2 separate regions of the Mus musculus genome follow, and region 1 is linked to region 2. Evidence: chromatin contacts called from public HiChIP or PLAC-seq data. All regions are on one chromosome and are shown on one strand. Each heading gives the region's core, a stretch centred on a gene start, on an enhancer-like site or on the middle of the called end of the contact. The rest is flanking DNA. Distances are from core to core; before and after follow the strand shown.

Region 1 (6,390 bases), core at 3,005-5,504, 100 kb before region 2:
ATCCCTCCCCTTCTCCAGAAGTTTACAGAGCCTCGAATGACACCCACGGATGATTCAGATCCCTGGTGGGCAGCTTTCAGCGGAGCCTGCAAGGCAATGTGAGCACTGACCAGCCCTCTCCCGATCGCCCACATCTCAGAACCTCTCCTTCCTGTTGTCTCCCAGCTTTCCCACCATCCTGCACCCGGCTAGGTCCCCCCACCCCTGCCTTCCTCCCCATTTACCAGGCCCTTCCCCTTCAGGAACCTCACTCTGGAGCCAGAGATCTTTCCTGCTGCCACTGACAGCCGCTTTATCCGGGCGGTGAGCTACTCACTTGCAGGGCAGGGCAGGGCAGGGCAGGGCAGGGCAGGGCAGGGCAGAGCAGTCAGGGATCTGAAGGTTGGCTTTCTCCTAACAGTGTTTTATCACCCCTGCAGGTGGGGATCCCAGCTCTGGGCTTCTCGCCCATGAACCGCACACCTGTCCTGCTACATGACCATAATGAACGGCTGCATGAGGATATATTTCTCCGTGGGGTTGACATATATACAGGCCTCCTCTCTGCACTTGCTAGTGTGCCCACCCTGCCTAGTGAAAGCTGAGCCCCAGGGCTTCCAACTCTTGTACTCTCAGTCCTACCACTGCCAAGGATCTGTTTCCCCTGCCCAGTAATAAAGCCAGCATTGGATGGGATGTTCTTAATACTGTGGACAGTCATGGAATAGATTTATCTGGGGACTTATCTCCATTTCATAGATGGAAAAACTGAGCCTGATTTGGAGACCTTGGCACGACACCTCATTCAGTAGTACTACACCACATCTGTGCCCAGCCAGAGGCCCTAGCTCCTGTGTCAGAAACCCAGCATACTTCTGACCTGACCGGCAAGGTCAAATACTGCTCCCATCACAAGTGGATATTGAGGGTCTGGAGAAGTGGTGCACAGATTCCTAGAAATAGGCCAGGCCATTCCCAACAGTGCTATCAATTCCAGGGCTCCAGGAACTGAATACTGAGCTAAATTTCCTAGGCACAAGACAAGGAAGGTAGAGCTTTATATACACCTTAGTTGTAGACAAAAGCTCACAGGAAGGGGCCGGTGCTTTGCGCTGCCTACACATTGAACCTTGCACTAAGGCCCTAACATTCTGCACTAGAGCTATGGCTCCCCACTTCATCAGAGCTCCCTTAAGGGACTATTTTTCTCAAGGCTGCCTCTTGCCCTCCCTAGCCATGTGATCAGTTTTCATACATGTGTAGCAAGAATACCACTAACATCCACCTCAGAGCCACCCTATCATGGGTTAAACCCATGGCATTATGGCATCCCCTTGAGAAACCAAAGGACCCAGGCTTGGGCTAAGGCCAGTCCTGAAGGTAACCTGTACTGTTCTATAGAATGCCCAGAAACACCGGTCATTTATTGGCTGCTCAGAATGCTAAGACCTTACCAGACCCTGGGAATGGCGGTTCACTGCTGCAATCTTTGCACCCAGGAAGACTACCAGTGTCGAGGCCAGTCAAGTCCCGATCCCAGCTGTCCTCTAACCTGCACTCCATCATGACACCCATACATCTCTCAAACATAGAAAAAAGATTCAATGCCAGCCTGGGCCAATGCAAGGCCATGAAGTTGGCAGGGGCTCACTTGCCAAGCTAGCCTGATTCCCCAGGACAGTCCACAAGTTGTCCTGACCTCCACCTAGAACACTGGGAAAGATTTTAAAGGTCTATATGCCTGTGTGTACCCTACCTAGAACAATGGCATGCTACCAGGACAATAAAGTGGTGTCCTCTTCCCTTCCCAGATCGAGTATAACCTAGTAGTGGCCCCTAGCCAGGTGCAGTCCTGTCAGACCAGAGCATGGCTGGAGAGCAGGACCCTTCATCCCCTCAGTTGACCAAGCAGAGCAGGCTAATACCTCACCCCCCCCCCCCAGCCAACCATTAAGCTCCTCTCTTACAGTCCAGGGTCCCACCTCAGGGCTCCAACCTTCCATCCCTAAAAGGACTATTTTTCCCATAGCTGCAACCCCTTTCATCCAAGACTGCACTTTTGCCCCACACACAGAGGGCAGCGACTCCACCCTCAACCTATGACAACAGACACAAGCTAACAGATCTTGCCTGAGTTTATTTGTAAGAACAGCATAGGACACTGGTCATCTGCAAATAGTGTGTGGGGAGGTGTGTCACAGCAGTCCGTCTGTCTTCACACTGGCAGGAGCCTTTTCTATGGGGCCTTCACAGGGGCCTGGGCACCTTTGGGGGCCTGAGCACCTTTGGGAGCCTGAGCTGGAGCTGAAGCCTGGGCCTTAGCTGGAGCTTTGGCCCCTGCCTTGGTTTGGACCTTAGGCTTCGGTTGGCAGAGCCTCTGACCCTTGGCCATGTAGCTTCGAATCCGCTTCCCAAGCTTGGGGTGAGCGATGAAAGCCAGCCGCTTGAGTTTGGGGCCTTTTGGCATCTTGGGCTTGATGGCCTGAGGCTTCACCAGGGCCTTGATGGCCTCTGCGCGCGCACTCACTGCCTTTGCATTGTTGGCCTGCATCTTCTTCAGGCCTTTCTTGTTGTGCTTCTTGGCAAAGCGCATGTTCCTCAGGAACTTGGGGTCAACCTGGGAACAGAAAAGGTGTATGAGGTAGCATATAACAGGCCCGGTTCACTTCCTTAAGTCCCTGGTCACAAATATGTTACTGTAAAAACAACAGTAAGTTAACCTTAACCACAAAAAGGTTGGAGGGTGTGGGTGTGAACTTCTGGAAACCTAGCTGTTTCCTGAGACTTGTCTAGGGGCACCCCCCCACCTCAGCTGAGTGTCAGATACCAAGCCTAGTCCATCAGATTCACATCAGAGAGCGTGGTTGCAGGCAGCAAACAGACCTAGTACAGCCTCAGTTATCCCCAGTCTATTATCTGGGTGCAATCAAATGTACAGAACTAGAGTTGCGTTTAGACGCAGACCATGAGGTACCCAATATACAGAACGACTCCCTCCCTCCCTCAAGGCTCCACGGAGCAAGAGAAGCAGTTCTGTTCTCAGGAGATTACACCAGGGGCTGGGAAGGTCAAGGAAGGCTTTTCTGTTGAGTCTGACATGGGAGACAAGGAGAAGCTAGGCAACACAATCCCTAGAGCTCAGAGTTCGAAGCCAGCCTGGTCTACATAGTGAGTTCTAGAACAACCAGGACTACACAGAGAAATCCTAGCTCGAAACACACACGCTGGTGGTGGAGGAGACATGACTTACAAGAGGCCCTACCCTGTAGACCTGGAGCCAAGGGATAGTTTATGACCCACTGTCATCACTCACCCCCTTAAGAGATTCGTATCTTTGCGACCGGGGTTTCTTGATGCCATTTCTGTGCCATTTGCGGGCTGTAGGGTAACAAATATTTACAGGTCAAAAAAAAATGAGGTATCTTCCAATAAGACCACCTAACATCATGGTTGGCAGTCTTTTGAGAATACACTAAGGATGGGTGGAAAGCACTATGGGCTTTTTAAGCGGATTCCTGGCTCCCAAATTTGTAATCTCCAAAGTAGCTAAACACACAATCATCTTCAAGGCTCACCTGAAGGGTGACCTGCCCTCCCTCCAGCTCTGATCTAGCAACCCTAACCCAATCCTCGCTGGGGTACAGTCGCCAGCCGGAGCCCAAGGAACTTACACTGGTTGTGTGTGGTGTGGTTCTTGGACTTGGCCATGTCTGCACCTGCAAGAAAGCCACGAGATCAGTTCTGGGCTTCCCCAGACCGGCACACCTCTGCCGCCCTGAGCTGGGGTAACATGAAGAAACCAGAGGCTGCAGCAGACGCTTCCGATTTACGACACCCGCCAGCCTGGCAACACTCACAAAACGCGACCCCACCTCTCAAACGCGAGCAAGGAGGTCGGTCCTGAGACTGAGCTTGCCGGCCCCGGGGCGGCTTTCCCCGCCATCCGTTCCTTGAGGACGACCGGGAACCACCCCCGCCCGGCAATCTCGATGCCCCATAGCCAAGCAGCTGCCCGCCCTGTCCTTCCTGCCACCCGTGTCGCCTGCCTCGCGACCCGCCGCCGCCCTGTAGTCACGGATGTCATCGGATGCCGTAAGGCCAACACTCACGGTAACCCGCGGCTCCCGCAGCGCCGGAGACCGGAAGAGAAAGAGAAAGGCCCGCAGTGCAGCACGGGAAATAGGGCCGACACCGCCGGAAAGTCCAACGGAAAAGCTTCCCTCACTGCTGGCGGAGAAAAAAGGTTCCAAGGCCGGAAAGAGTTGAAGCCTAGAAAGGGGAGGGGTTAGAGCCTGGCCACGCCCTCTTAGCGTCACAGATTTCTTTCTTTGCTTAACCCCTCCCCGCTATTTTTTGAGCGGGTCTTTCTTGCTGTGTAGCCTAGACTGGGTTATAACTGTTCATCCTCCAACAGCAGGCTTTTGCTACTGGGGTTAAGAGCGTGGTGTTAGCATGGACCACGACGGCGGCCAGCCCGTGTTTGCTTCCTTCTCTTCCTCCAGTGCCTACTTTGCTCTTGGGCTAGACTTCCAAAGACTCTGAAAGCCGAGGGGGCCTTTGAGGGATGAATGTTAATGGAGCGAAGAATCTGTGTTCTTAAACAGCTCACCGGGCTCCTGTGTGGAATGCACTGGAGAGGGCAGAGGAGAGGAGAAGAGCTATGAGACTCATGCAGACTGCCACACAAGGGCGCTGGCTGCCTGAAGACAGTGAAGAATGTACTAGGGAAAAGAATAGACTGGATTTAGGGTGCCGAAAATTAGAGAGAGAAAAGCGGCAACGATAGTCCAAGTCTACTCCAACAGCCTGGGCTGGTTCCCCAGAGTGGCAGTTTCGTGGTTTCTTTTTTTTTTTTTTTTTAAGATTTATTTATTTATTATATGTAAGTACAGTGTTGTTGTCTTCAGACACTCCAGAAGAGGGAGTCAGATCTCCTTACGGATGATTGTGAGCCATCATGTGGTTGCTAGGATTTGAACTCAGGACCTTCGGAAGAGCAGTTGGGTGCTCTTTTTTTTTTAAGATTTATTTATTTATTTATTTATTTATTTATTTATTTATTTATTTATTTGTTTATTATATGTAAGTACACTGTAGCTGTCTTCAGACACTCCAGAAGAGGGCGTCAGATCTTGTTACAGATGGTTGTGAGCCACCATGTGGTTGCTGGGATTTGAACTCTGGACCTTCGGAAGAGCAGTCGGGTGCTCTTACCTGCTGAGCCATCTCACCAGCCCCAGTTGGGTGCTCTTACCTGCTGAGCCATCTCACCAGCCCTCGTGGTTTCTTTTCACATATATTAGATGTGAGATGATGCTAGAGAGGTGAAAACAGGCCTGTAATCACAGCTACTGGCTGAAGAATTGTAAGTCTGAGATGCCTGAGTAATTCAGGTAGACCTTGTCTCCGAAAAGCTTTTTTTGTTGTTGTTTCAAGATAGGGTTTTTCTCTGTGTAGCCCTGATTGTCCTGGGACTCACTCTGTAGACCAGGCTGGCCGCAAACTCAGAAATCCCCCTGCCTCTGCCTCCCAAGTGCTGGGATTAAAGGCGTGTACCACCACTGCCCAGCTCCAAAAAACTTTTATAATGTCAGGATATCCCAGCACTCACGAGGCAGAGGCAGGCAAGCCTCTGTGATTTTAGTTTATGTAGTGAGTTCTAGGACAGCCAGGGTTATGTAGAAAGACCCTATCTCCAGAAAGGCATGGTAGCTCACACCACCCACTCAGTGTATAGGGCCTAAGTTTTATACAGAAGCAGGAGAATCAGGGACTCAAGATCATCTTAAGCTACAAAGCTAGGACTAGGCCAGGCAGGGTGACACCCTGTCTCTAACAGCAAAAACAGTGTGCTGGGCAGATAGTTCAGTGGGTAAGAATGATTGTAGCTCAAACATGAATTCAAACCCCGGATCCAATTGTGGAAGGACAGGATAGACTCCTGACAGTTGTCCTCTGCCTTAAACACCCATATACAGGCTCATAAAAATAGTGATTTTTAAGAATTTAAAAGCCGCTGGGCAGTGGTGGTACATGCCTTTAATCCCAGCACTTGGGAGGCAAAGGCAGGGGGATTTCTGAGTTCGAGGCCAGCCTGGTCTACAGAGTGTGTCCCAGGACAGCCAGGGCTACACAGAGAAAACCTCGGCAGCTGGTTCCATAGAAAAAGCACAGAGGTAAATGGGAAGAACACATCTGCCTTTTCTGTTGTAAATAGACAGAACTGACAACTAAATCAGGCTGAATGTTCCATCGACAATAAACTAAGTCTGACACGCTGCAGCCTTTTAAAGAAACATGTATTCGTGCACACAGCTACCACTTTAGAGCTGCATCAACACCTACAGACCATAGTTACCTTTAGCTTTTCTGGTTTCTGGTTTTTGGTTTTTTGAGACAGGGTTTCTCTGT
Region 2 (6,854 bases), core at 437-2,936:
TTTAAAAACTTAGCAGTTGCTAGGGATGGTGACAGACACACACCTCTGACAGCAATACTGAGTGAGGCTGGAGTAAGGGGGTCTCCAGTTCAAGGTCAGCCTAGGCCAACCAAGGTGATCCTGGCTCATTGGTATGAAAACTCAATACCAGCCAACCAACATCAAGCCAAGCAAGACAGCCATGCAGACGAGAGGTGTAGCCCATCAGGCCCTACCTGCGTGAGGATGTCCAGCTGGCCCACGATGTGCTCCAGGGTGCTGGTCAGTGTCTGAGGCATGCTGATGGACTCCTGGGGCTCGCCTTGAACTGACTCCAGACTCCTGTCTCTGCCTGGTGGGACAGGCAAATCCATTTTTGGCTAAAGACAGAAAGAGACCAGGCCCTCAGTCTATTTAGTAGTTGAGGAAACAAGAAGAGGACCATCTCTAGAGGATTATCTGAGAAGCCAGGAGGGCCGAGGAAATGGCTTCTATGTCAGCAGGAACAGCAGGGACAGGATACGCACCCCTTCCACACACCAAGGTCCACATGCCCATCTTTCATGGCAGAGACTGGGGAGAAGTGGAGTTGAGTGCCCAGCAGTCCATACTAGATGGGGCCTGAGCACAGGGCAGGTGGAGCCCTGGGTGCTCCAAGCACTCTCAGGTCTCAGAGGTCCTCAGGGAGGCTGGTCCAGCTCACAACTCTTCACTCTCAGGCACCAAGCAGGATGCTTTGTGGAGAAGCCAGAGACATGAAGGCTGCAAGGCCCTGAAGCCCCTCTTCTCCCAGACAGCTTGATTTCAACTCTGCCCTCCCAACGGCCCAGCAGCTGTGGTCCAGAAATTAGAGGGAATGTTCCAACCCCTGCCCTGCCCCAGATCCCCTGGAAAAACAAAGATCTCTATGTGACTCTTGTGCCCAGATGGCTGGCAGGAGCCAGAATCCACAGGACAGCCACAGCTGGCTTGCTTCAAACAGGACTCCAGGAATGGGAGGCCCTTGGGTTTTTATGACTTGAAGAGTGACTAAACTCCCAAATCATAAAAGTAGAGCCCCTCTCTGTACTTGAATGAAGGCTTCTCCTGTCCCAGGAAGCAGCCTGCATGTATGGAGCACTATTCCCTGAGCACAGCATGGGGTCAAGAGGCAGCCTCAGCAGATGCCACAGTCTTAATCCTGCTAGATCAACTATGCAATAGTGGCCCATGCTCTGGGTCAGTCCCCAAGCTTTGATGACCCACACGTGTCTAGTGGACACTCCAGAGGTACCATGTCACCCCTGGGCTCTGTCCAATCCAATCCACCTCCGTCTACACCCTCTCCTGCTTGTGCCCTGGCACTCACACAGTATTCTCCCTATGGATGCTTTGCCTACCCTCTCACTCTGCTAAAAGTACCTGTCCTCCCCAGCAGGAGCTCCTCTGCCCCTGAACACCTGAGCCTCCTCCTTCCCGCCCTGTTCCTCTAGCTACGTCATCTTCAGAACACAGAGGCAGAGGAATTGGTGCTGCCTGTTCAGGGGGCTCCCGTGTGGGCTGTGCTTGTCACGCCTTTCCTCATACTTGTGGACCACCCTTGTACCACAGAGCTAAGCCTACTGCACCCAGAAGCTGCCCACCTCCCAGAGCCACAGGCAGTGGAGTATACTGGGGACAACTGGGACTCAGCTAGGATAGCACCCAGCCCTGACAGCGCTGGGATGCCTGCAGACCCGTCATCAGCTGGCTGTTTACATCTCCCCTCAGTGTCAACCCAGCTGTGGGGATGACCTGGCCTGGGCATGCTCACCAGGATTACATCATAGTCCTTGGAAAGAATGGACGCAGGAGAGGGCTCACGTGACAAAGGAATGCATGACAGGTCAGCATGTGGAATCTACCTGAATATTTCTCTTTATCAGGAAAGAGTTCTGATCTTATAAACCACAAACTCTCAAGGACATATTGATGCGAACTTGAAAAATGCCAGCTCTGGTGGCCAAAGAACTTGAGTGTGAGACGTGAGCCAAAGGGACATTCTTGAGGAGACTGGTGTCGTGACCACATGCCTACTGTTGACATGCCTGCTGTGTGATGTGGACATTTCCTAAGCTCTTGGCTATCAGGACCAGGGCTCTTCCAGTCCTGGAATCAATGTACCCAGAAGCCCATTCCATAAGGAAACACTTCAGAAGCCTGCCAGCCTTGCCAAGACAGCTTGGACTCAGCACAGTGCGCTCCAGGCTCAGGTGGTTCTGTCACAGGTGAGGAGAGGCCTTGACTCTATCACTCTAGCTAGTACCTCTACCTTCTCATCTGTAAAATGGGGTCAGTAAGTTAGATGAGCTCACCTGAAGTCACCATCAAGCCTTGTGCCCCTGCCCACTCCTTTCAGACAGACACACTCTTCCTCAAGGCAGGAGAACTGTGGACCCACCAGAACAGACTACTGAGAGAAGGTTAGAGGCATCCTGTCCCGACAGCAGGCATCTTCCTGAGGATGGCCAGGCTGGTGCTGCCTGCTGCCTGCTGCCTGCTGCCCAGAAAGGAGGGATGGCAATTCTGAGTGTTTCTGCAGAGCAGCCCGGAAGCTGCCAGTGCTGAGCTGAGCTTCTGGAAACAGGGGATGATGAGGTGGGGGTGGGGAGTGAGCGCCAACTTTAGCAATCTCCGTCTGTGCCAAAGCTGAGCAGATCCAAGGGAGCAGCAAAGACTGGAGCTGTGGTGCTCCGAGCTGGAGAAGTGGCTCCAGGGGATTTATGTGTTCCCATGGATACCATGGGTCTGGGCTGTCTTCATGCCACAACAAAGGAAACTGAGGAAAGACATGCAAATCCTGGCAGGTGGAGGCTAAGCCAAGAGGGCTGTGACTTCCAGGGTAGCCTGGGCTACATGTGGAGACATATGGGATGGCAGGATGAGGACCCGTGCTTACTGAGCTCAGTCCCAAACCCATGGCAGAAGGAAAAAACTAACACGCTGTCCTCTGTCCTCCATGCACACGAGACACTACACACAGACTGGTGCACTCATACACACTCAATTTAAACAAACTGTGTGTGTGTGTGTGTGTGTGTGTGTGTGTGTGTGTGTGTGTGTGTGTGTATGTGTGTGTATAGTTTTTTGAGATAGGGTTTCCTGTGTAGCCTTGGCTGTACTAGAATTCATTTTATAGACCAGTCCAGCCTTGAACTCAGCTTCCCGGGTGGTAGGATTAATTAAAAAAAAGAAAAAAAATGTAATAAGAAAACAAAAGGAAAACAATTAAGAAGGTGCTGGGGTTTCTGGAAGCTGTGCATGGTCCCTGTAACCCCAGCCCTCGGGAAGCTGAGGCAGGAGGATCACAAATGTGAGGCCAGCCTGGGACTCCAAGTGAACTTAGGCCATGGTCTGGGCCATCCTGTCTCAAAAGAACAAAGCCCAGAATCACCACACTGAGGCTGGCCAGTGATGTTTACCTGCCATCTACTGTGCGCCCTGATCTAACGTCACCTCACTAACTCCTCGAGCCTCCTTCACGGTAGGGATGGCTTTATTATTTTTCAGTCTAAATGTTCTCTCAGGAAAGATCACCCTGATATGTTATGTACTTGCTCAAAATCACTCTGCTGGGATCTAACCTCAAAGCACAAATCCCTGGCTATCAGGCGGTCTGTGGCAGGTGACAGGTCAAGTGGCTGCAGCTGGACTTGGTTGCGCACTTTCTCCTTAGTGTCTTTGTGGAGGCCAGCAGCTCCTCTGAGCCGATCCGTTTCTGCCATCACCGCCCTCCCTGTCTATCCTGGAATGTCTGCCCAGGTGAGAACAGAGGCCCTCCACAAACACTTGATGTCTGGATGGGCCCAACCCACAGGAGCAGTGAGATTCCTGTGACAAGACCTCTTCACCATCTGCACTGCAGCAAAGGGCCACAGCCCCGCCCCCACAGCCCTGCCGTCGCTCACCTGCACTCCAGCATTCAAGAGCTGTAGCATTCCCTGAGAAGCCCTGTGAATAAGCACAAAAGCAGACACAGGAAAGCTAAGTGCCAAGGTAGTAGAGCCCTAGTAATGGAATTGCAGATGCAATAGCAGTGCAGAAGAGCGAAGATCACAGCAGTTTAACATGAAGCATCCTAGGGGCCACAGTGGTTCTCCGGTGGGATACTTATTCTTGGAGTCATCGGGGCACACACCTTTGGTCCTGACCGTCAGGTGTTTTCAACATCCCACAGGCCGTGGTCCCAGGCTGAGTAAAAGAGAAGAACTGAACGGAACTCCAGCATCCATCTCTTTCTGCTTCCTGGCTTGCGGCCACTAGTTCATGTTCTGCCACCATGCCTTTCCAGCAGCACGAACTGCATCCTCTCAAACTGGGAGCTGAAATAAACCTTCCTTCCTTCCCTTCTTCTGCTAGGTACTTTCCCACAGCAGGGGAAAAGAAACTAATAACACAGTGCACCCTAAGTAAACTCCCTACCAACGTCAGTCCACAGGTACAGTTCCACACTACGCCATTTACATCAATTGTTATTTTAGTACCAAACCCACAAGAAACATGTGGAGACTCCCTTGGGACCTGTAGGGGTCTCTTCTCAGGCCACCCTGGAGTAGGATTCTAGGCTCTGCCAGCATGTTTAAAGGATGTCTTTCCTTCTGCCAGCTCCCTGTCATATGCCACCATGGGCTCCACCCTTCATACACAGCAGGGATGTATTAAAATCACTATCTCAGGCACACAAGGCATCAACCCATGAAATCTCATTAAATACAAACCTGAACCGCCTGTAGGTCTTTGCTGTCAGAGAAATCACTCTGGGTCGATTTCCTGGCTGGTCTCTAGGTTGGCTGACTATACAAAGGGCCTAGGATACTGGGAGTTGGGGAAAAGCAGCAATCCTCCCCTAAGAAGAAAAAGGGGAATAACCTGAAAGAGCCAAGCTTTTTTTCCCTTCCAGAGAATCTGGGCTCTGTACCTAACACCGTGCAGTGTGGCTTACAACTACTCTTTTTTTTATTTTTTTCAAAGATGTATTTATTTATTATATGTGTGTAAACTGTAGCTGTCTTCAGACACCCCAGAAGAGGGAGTCAGATCTCATTACAGATGGTTGTGAGCCACCATGTGGTTGCTGGGATTTGAACTCAGGACCTTTGGAAGAGCAGTCAGTACTCTTAACCACTGAGCCATCTCTCCAGCTCCTTACAACCACTGTTAACTCTAGTTCCAGGGGATTTGACACCCTCTTCTGATCCCCTTGGGCACAAGGCATATATAGACAATTAGGAAACACATCATACACATACATTTTTAAAAGAAAGGAAGAAAGAAAGGAAGAAAGAACTGTCCTGTCAGCCTCCAAAAGGGCTAAGGTTAGGGACACAGCTCAGTGTGCTTCCCTAGCACACATAAGGCCCTTGGTCTGATCCCTGTACTGAGTAAGACTAGCACGGGGGCCCACGGCAGTCGTACAGTTACTTAAAAGCTTATACTAGTATAAGCTTTGTATTATACCCATTATATGTTCTAGCCATACACTGTAAGAAAAACAGAAGCAGGACTGGAGAGATGGCTCAGTGGCTAAGAGCACTGACTGCTCTTCCAGAGGTCCTGAGTTCAAATCCCAGCAACCACATGGTGGCTCACTACCGTCTGTAATGGGATCCAATGCCCTCTTCTGGTGTGTCTGAAGACATTGACAGTGTACTCACATACATAAAATAAATAAATAAATCTTAAAAAACAAAAGAAAGAAAACCAGAAGCATATATCCATAGATATATGAACATGCATATGAAAGCCCACAGCAGCTTTGCGATGTTGTCTGTAACCCAATGCTTACCCTCAGGGAGATAAACAGACTGGGATGTATCCACTCCATTGGCTCCTCCCCAGTAGTAAAAGGTATGACTACTTGTACATGTAACAACGTGGATCAATGTCAAAATAATTAGGCTGGAAGAAACCAGCTCAAATGAGTAATTGTATGATCCCACTTTCATAAGTCTAAGAGGCACAAAATAACTTAGGCAGCAAACTCACTACGTGAGGCTGGGGGGACGGCTTAGGGGGTAAAGGGCCTGGCCGGCTAGAATAAGGACTGGGGGTGTACCCACAGCCTCATAAAGCTGAGCAGGTGTGCCGGCGGCTGGGAACCCCAGTACTCTAGGGATGGGGACAGAACTCCAAGAGCGAGATGGCTAGCTGAATCAGCAAGCTCTGGGTTCACACGCCACAAGCACGTGCACACTTTAACTGCATATACATGTAGCCACACATGTTTACATGTTACTCACACATATATGCAAAAACCCCTCAAAAACAAAAACCAAACAAACAAAACCCTACCCCACAACAGCTGTGTATGATAGCTCCTGACTTTAATCTCAGCAGAGACAGAGGCAGACAGGTCTCTAGGAGTTGGAGGCCTGCCTGCTTGCATAGCAGGTTCCAGCCAGCCAAACCTACATAGTGAGATCCTGTTTCAAAAACAAACAAACAAACAAACAAACAAACAAAATCTTACAACAAGAAAGTCAATTAGTGTTGTTTGTATATTCAGAGGCACAAGGAAACTTTTTGAAACAAATGCAATACTCTGGATCTTGGTCATGTGTCGGGGTATGGGATTACCTAGCTGGATCTGTTTGACAAAACTCAGAACTGCACCTTTCTTCAAGGTGAATATTACCATTCTAATTACAAAACTCGATCAACTCCCTCTAAAGCTATGATTACATCTCGGTGCCCCTAGGAGCCGACCTGTCCAGCACATCCCACACTTGACAGTCAGTCCATCACTACCACTCCACACACAAGGTGAAGAGCACCACCTCCCCACAGAGCAGCGCCCAGACGCTAAGCTGCAGGCTGATGACTCTAGGTGAGAGGCGTGAGGCTTGCCAGCAATATGG

The links. HiChIP or PLAC-seq counts read pairs in DNA pulled down with a chosen protein or histone mark.
Region 1: a contact with region 2 is called in an H3K4me3 HiChIP or PLAC-seq map of embryonic limb bud, with 2.6 times the contacts expected there. The contact joins the promoter of Rpl29 here to the enhancer-like site in region 2. A contact is called at or near these places in 12 of 39 promoter capture datasets (the C10 cell line, the HPC-7 cell line, cranial neural crest and 8 more), 1 of 15 datasets of contacts at CTCF or cohesin (large pre-B cells), 15 of 484 Hi-C or Micro-C datasets (the 3T3-L1 cell line, the AML12 cell line, B cells and 9 more), 29 of 115 datasets of contacts at active chromatin or transcription factors (the 230-238 cell line, CD4 single positive thymocytes, the HPC-7 cell line and 20 more) and 3 of 9 other capture datasets (adipose tissue, liver and pancreatic islet).

Annotation. Positions count from the first base shown.
Region 1 is chr9:106,427,275-106,433,664 of GRCm38.p6, reverse strand. Rpl29 (ribosomal protein L29) reads right to left here and starts at 4,254. Exons shown (of 3, transcript NM_001324534.1): 1 at 3,651-4,254; 2 at 3,293-3,357; 3 at 2,097-2,596. The coding sequence starts at 3,687. The coding sequence ends at 2,216. It overlaps Acy1 (aminoacylase 1), which reads left to right. Exons shown (of 15, transcript NM_025371.3): 13 at 19-98; 14 at 243-303; 15 at 420-684. The coding sequence ends at 584.
Region 2 is chr9:106,323,378-106,330,231 of GRCm38.p6, reverse strand. Poc1a (POC1 centriolar protein A) reads right to left here. Exons shown (of 11, transcript NM_027354.2): 10 at 216-359. Among named protein-coding and RNA genes, the nearest start is that of Dusp7, 42 kb to the left of the region's middle. Within about 2 kb of position 1,686, at least 64 of the 459 cell types and tissues checked have an H3K27ac peak or open chromatin away from gene starts, as enhancers often do. A contact at or near this core is called in the AML12 cell line, embryonic limb bud and neural stem cells, where this site is marked.